2 separate regions of the Oryctolagus cuniculus genome follow, and region 2 is linked to region 1. A link is a contact called in public Micro-C data. All regions are on one chromosome and are shown on one strand. The core of a region is the stretch at or near the end of the contact, and the rest is flanking DNA. Distances in the headings are between cores, read along the strand shown. Region 1 holds the start of AHCYL2 (adenosylhomocysteinase like 2). Region 2 overlaps AHCYL2 (adenosylhomocysteinase like 2).

Region 1 (2,722 bases), core at 130-2,629:
GCAGCGCTCAGATGTCTTGGTGGGAGGCACAGATCTGACACCAGGAATGAGAGCTTCCCTTCCAACCAGGACAGCTCCACGAAGTTCACAGGTTCACAGTAGCTCAAGGGAAGGAGAGAGCCAGGCAGGGGACTTCTCTTCCTTACCAGGGGGAAAAATGGTTACTCCAAAGTCGCCTGCCTGAGTTGTCCGGGTTATTAAGGCATAAACTGTGCCTCAGTCTGAGTAACAGAGAAGCAAAAAATCCGTCTCTTCATCTGTCATCAGAGTTGATTGCAGTGTAATGTATTTTAAGAGTTATTTATATAAAATCTCATTTACTGTTCACTTTCGTCTGCTTAGATTAGTATTTTTTATCATAAGCACGTATTTATCTTATTAACAGTTCTTGGAAACTTACTTGTAGAGGTTGTAACCATTATATTTTGGACAGTTTAAAATACGTCTCTGTTATTAAAAACTGCCAATTTAAAGACTACAGAAAGGTACACACAAAGTAAAAGCTACCCAAAATCTCATCATTTGGAGAAATGACCATTCGTATGTTAATGAATATTCCTTTATGCCGACTCACGAACTTGGATTTCTGATTATTTCCTCGCAGAATTAATAGGTCAAAAGATGTGGCCTCATTTAAGGAGACCCGCGAATTCCTCAGCCTTCGAAGTTGTCAGCTTGGAGACCCGAAATGTGCCCGAAGTCACCAAAGCACACAAGGTCCTGTCTTATTCGTTCTGAAAACAAAGGCATTAAAGTTTGCAAAGGCATCAGGGAAAGAAAGGAAAACCTAGCCACTTCCACCCGGGCAGAGCCCTCCTCCCGTGACGCCGCCGCTCTGCCTTGAAACACCGGCTCACGTGGCCGCAGACGCGCGCGCACTCGGAGGACAGTCACGCCGGCCGGGTAGCGCGCCCTTCCTCCCCCACTTTCCCTGAGGCTTCTGGCGTTCCTGGCCCGGAAGCCACAACTCCTCTGCAGACTTTCTCGTCTTCATCCCCACTGGAGAGTCTCCTATCCCCACTCCCCTCCCCTAGCCGCCCGCCCTAGGCCCAGGAGTTCCCTCTCCCAGGCGTCCTGGAGCAAAGGCCGGAAGGGACTACAACTCCCAGGGGGCCGCGAAGCCACGCCCCCGCAGCGCGCGGTGCAGGTCGGGGGCTGAGGTCCCTCAGTGTCCTCGCCGGGCGCCGTCCCGAGCAAGCGCACTACAGGTTCCGAGGCGCCTCGCGCGCCAGCCGGACCGGACGGGGGCGGGGCGGGGAGGGGCGGGGCTGGAGAAGCCGGGGCTGGCGGGCGGGCGGGCAGGCGGGCGGAGGAAGGGGGTGGGAGCGGAGGCGATGGAGGGGAGGAGTGGGGGAATGGGGGAGGGAAGGGGAAGGGAGGTGGGAGGCGGGGCCGAGCCGGAGCTGGAGCTGGAGTCAGAGCCGGCGGTTGCAGCGGAGGCGGTGATGTCGGTGCAGGTTGTGTCAGCGGCGGCGGCGGCAGCAGCCAAGGTGCCTGAGGTGGAGCTGAAGGACCTGAGTCCGTCCGAGGCGGAGCCGCAGCTAGGACTGAGCGCCGCGGCCGTGGGCGCCATGGTCCCCCCAGCGGGCGGCGGAGACCCCGAGGCTCCAGCTCCTGCCGCGGAGCGGCCCCCGGCCCCCGGCCCGGGCTCGGGGCCCGCCGCCGCCGCCGCCGCCGCCGCGGCTCTCAGCCCTGCCGCCGGGAAGGTGCCTCAGGCGTCGGCCATGAAGCGGAGCGACCCGCATCACCAGCACCAGCGGCACCGCGACGGCGGCGAGGCCCTGGTCAGCCCCGACGGCACCGTCACCGAGGCGCCGCGCACGGTCAAGAAGGTATTGGGGCCGGGCTGCCTCTCGAGGAGAGGGAGGGAGGAGCGGGAGCCGCGGGTCGTCCGGCGCCGCGGCGGCCCCTCCACGCCCTCCCTTCCGATCGCGGGAGCAGAGCGCCTGCCCCTGCAGCCCCGAGTGTCGGGGGTGCGGCCGCCCGGCCTCCGGGCGGCTCGGCCGCACTTGGCTCCGAGTAACATGGAGGGAGCGCTCCGCTACTACTTGCAATAGGCGGGGTGGGAGAGAGGCGCCCCTCGCACCCCCTGACTCGGGCGTGGGGACCCTCCCAGCCATCGGGGTGCAGGGATCGTCTCTGGAGAGCTCGCATGGCAAGCCTGGGAGTTGTGTGGTCCCCCCACGCCCCGGCCGGCCGCGTCCGGAGAGCAGCCGTGCCCTTGCTTCCCAGCTCGCGTGGAAGCCTCACGTCTTTGAATGTAAAGGCGCAGGAGGGATTCTCCTTACTCTTTTTTTTTCCCCCTGAAAAGGTTTGTCCTCCCTGCTCTGTCGTTGGCCACCAGGATTGCTTCCTTGGCTCCTTTATTATCATCTGAAAGTGTTAGGAAGAAATGCTGCCTTGGGGGGCGGGGTGGGGGCAGTCATTGTGAGGCTTTCTGTCTGAGCTGTCAGCTTCTTGCACCGTGTGGAGGGCGCCTCGGAACTGCGGGGAGCAAGTGCCCCCAGGTGTACCACGCCCCTGGGCTACCAGTCCGCGAGGCTGCCCGTGGCGTGGCTGTCTTCTGTCTGGGAGCGAAATCAGCACCGACAGACAGGACAAACACTGACACAGAGACGTGGACCCTGGGAAAACGGATGGTGGCAGATTTCCTAGGCAAACTCTACACAGTGATTTGTGATTGTAATTGAAATTGATCGTATCAGAACATCAATAAAGGGAT
Region 2 (2,722 bases), core at 93-2,592, 68 kb after region 1:
GTTTTAGACTTCAGACTTTTTCAGATCTTGGAATATTTGCATAAGTAGTACAATGATCTCTTGGGGGTGGGACGCAAGTGAAAACACAAAACTCATTTATATGTACCTTATATACATAGCCTAAAGGTAATTTTATACATTTTGAATAATTTTGTGCATGAAAGTTTCAAAGTTGGATTTTCGCCTGTCAGCGCTAGATTTTGGATTTTGGATTTTCAAATTAGATATGCTCAACCTGTACCCTGAAAATACTTTTGACCTCAAGTACCCCTTGAAAGGGTACCTCCTGGGGTTTCTGGGCCAGATTTTGAGACCGCTGTTCCCAGACAATTTATGTGTGGGAAAAGAGAAAACACAAGAGTTTACCACCTTTGGGTACAGCCAAATTTTCCACGTGTTTAGTCAGTACTGGCTGTTTAACCTAATTAAGCAGTACAATATCCAGACTGCAGAATTGAAGTGGGTGGTGCTGAAACCTCCCAGCACTGAAGTGGGAGTCAGTCCTAGTTCATGTGCTTTTTACAAGGAGTTGTTTGTTCAGTGTTTTGTAGGCCATTGCTAACCAGTGGGAGAGGAAAATTGAGCCAGATCCCTGGGAAAGAAGAACCAAAGGATTTTAGAGACCTTTAAAAATAATCCAGTCACAGAATTTTAGACTTTGAGATTTGAAAAGCACCTGAGAGGTCATCTATTCCTCCCTTAAGCTTTGTAACAACTGCAACTGGTACTTGTAATACACAGGATATGCATTTCCGTTCCAAAGAGGGGAACAGCCAGGAAAAAAGGATTAACCAACCAAAGCAACACCAAAATCAGCAGGGCAGAAGGACCAAGCCTCCAAGTGTTTGGGTACCCCTGTTTCCCATTTTTTGCTGGTTACAGTGCACGTTTCAGTTCTCACAGACTGGAGTTTCATCCCTACAGCTCCACTAGAAGGCATTTCCCTGGTGGACACTCGGCAGCTGCTCCAACCCCCCGTTTCTCGTGGAGGCTCTCTTCACTGTCTCCATTCCCGCAACAGGTCTCTACCTGGGTGGGCCCTAGGTTGTCGGAGACATACTTTGAAATCTAGGTGGTTCTGTTATTCTCTGCCCAAATCGCTGCTCTCTGAGGCTGTGTGCTGGTATGTGTGGCTTTCCAAAGCTTGCTTTGCATACTGCTTGCGTGTTTCCTTGGTGAGTGTTTCATATTTTTGGTTCTTTGGCCCTTCTGGGGTCTTCCCTGTGTCTTCACTCCCTCAGCTTCACTAGGCATCAACTCATCAGGGGTTCCTCGCAAGGGCTCTAACCTTGTAGAACAACTCTGTCTGGCCTCCCATGCTTTCCTTTGAAATCTTCGTGGAAGCCACCATGACCCCATAACTTTTGTATTCTGCATGCTAGCAACACTAGCATCATATGGTTGATACCAAAATTTGCCACCAGCACAAAAACTGCATCTGCGCCTGCCTGAACTAGGGCTAAAGTGGCCTTGGAGCACTTAGTCAGCAAGCCAGAATCAGAAGTTGGCCCTGGGTGAGCTGGGTTCCCCAGGCATTTTCTGGAAAGGATTCTGCCCTGGAAGATCTTTGAAAGAAGTTGTCACTTCTAAACCTGTGGGCTTGTGTTGGGAGCTGTGGCTTTGGAGACTTCTGAGGTGCCCTTGAGGCTTTTTCCCTGTTATTTTGCTGAATAGTACATGCCTCCCATTTATCTTGTGCTAATCTTGTCAGCAAGTGGGTTTTCTATTGCATTCTTCTGGCCTGAACATGCTTTTTTCCTCACTCCTCTCGCCAGGCTGTGAATTTTCCACATCTTTCTGCTCTGCTCTTTTTTAACTCCGGATTCTCACTAATGGCAGCCAGTAACATCCATGCACAGCCTGAGTGCTTTGCTGCCTTGAAACCTCCTCTCTGTCAACCAGACCAGTCCCTCACCTCTAAACTCAGCTGCCCACAAAGAATCAGACTGGGGACATGATACTGTCACTGCCAAGGGTGGTTTTCTGTCCAAAGCCCAAAAGAATCTTCATTTCCATCCACAAGCCCGTCAGCATTGTGGTCTTCTAAGCCCTCACTAGAATCACCCTAACACTTCATTTACAACCTTCTGGCTTTCTCTAGTCTACTGTAAATTCTTCCAAACTCTCCCCATAAACCAATTCCAAAGACTCCTCCACATTTTTAGATATTGTTATAGTAATGGTCCCCCTCTCAGTACCAGTTTTCAGTATTTGCTTTTTGTTGCTACAACAAAATATCTGACACAGACTTACTTATGAAGGAAGGAGGAGCTTTACTTCAGCTCTGTTTTTGAGAGTCAAAGTCTCAAGATCAGGTGGCCCCATTGGTTCAGCCCCTGGTGAGGGCATTGTTGCTGGCAGAATCCCAAGAGGGCACAGAGCATCACACTGCAAGAGGGAGCACCTGGTTTGTCTGTGTCTATGTGGTCTCTTATAATGCCACCACGATTTAGTCACAGGGTGGCACCCTAATGACCCAGTCCAATCTAATCACTTCCCAGAGGCCCTACCTTTGGACACGATCATTGGATTAAGTTTCCACCTTCTTTAGTAACATTGAAATTGGAGAGCAAGTCTTTAACACATGGACCTTTGTGGGACGGTCTACATCCAAACCGTAGCTTCTGTGTGTGCACTCTCAACTCTATCTTGCAATTTCTTGTTATAAAAGCCACGCCATTTGTAGAGTTTCCCTGAGTCCGAATTTTGTTCGTTGCATCTC

What was found. Hi-C and Micro-C count contacts between places; a contact is called where the count stands out from the background.
Region 2: a contact with region 1 is called in a Micro-C map of ear pinna, with 3 times the contacts expected there. The contact joins the enhancer-like site here to the promoter of AHCYL2 in region 1. A contact is called at or near these places in 4 of 6 Hi-C or Micro-C datasets (ear pinna, psoas muscle, skin fibroblasts and 1 more).

What each region holds. Positions count from the first base shown.
Region 1 is chr3:165,404,414-165,407,135 of mOryCun1.1, forward strand. It overlaps AHCYL2 (adenosylhomocysteinase like 2), which reads left to right and starts at 1,380. Exons shown (of 17, transcript XM_008258210.4): 1 at 1,380-1,832. The coding sequence starts at 1,446.
Region 2 is chr3:165,472,934-165,475,655 of mOryCun1.1, forward strand. The region is part of intron 1 of AHCYL2 (adenosylhomocysteinase like 2); the gene reads left to right. Among named protein-coding and RNA genes, the nearest start is that of AHCYL2, 69 kb to the left of the region's middle. Within about 2 kb of position 1,343, at least 1 of the 8 cell types and tissues checked has an H3K27ac peak or open chromatin away from gene starts, as enhancers often do. A contact at or near this core is called in ear pinna, where this site is marked.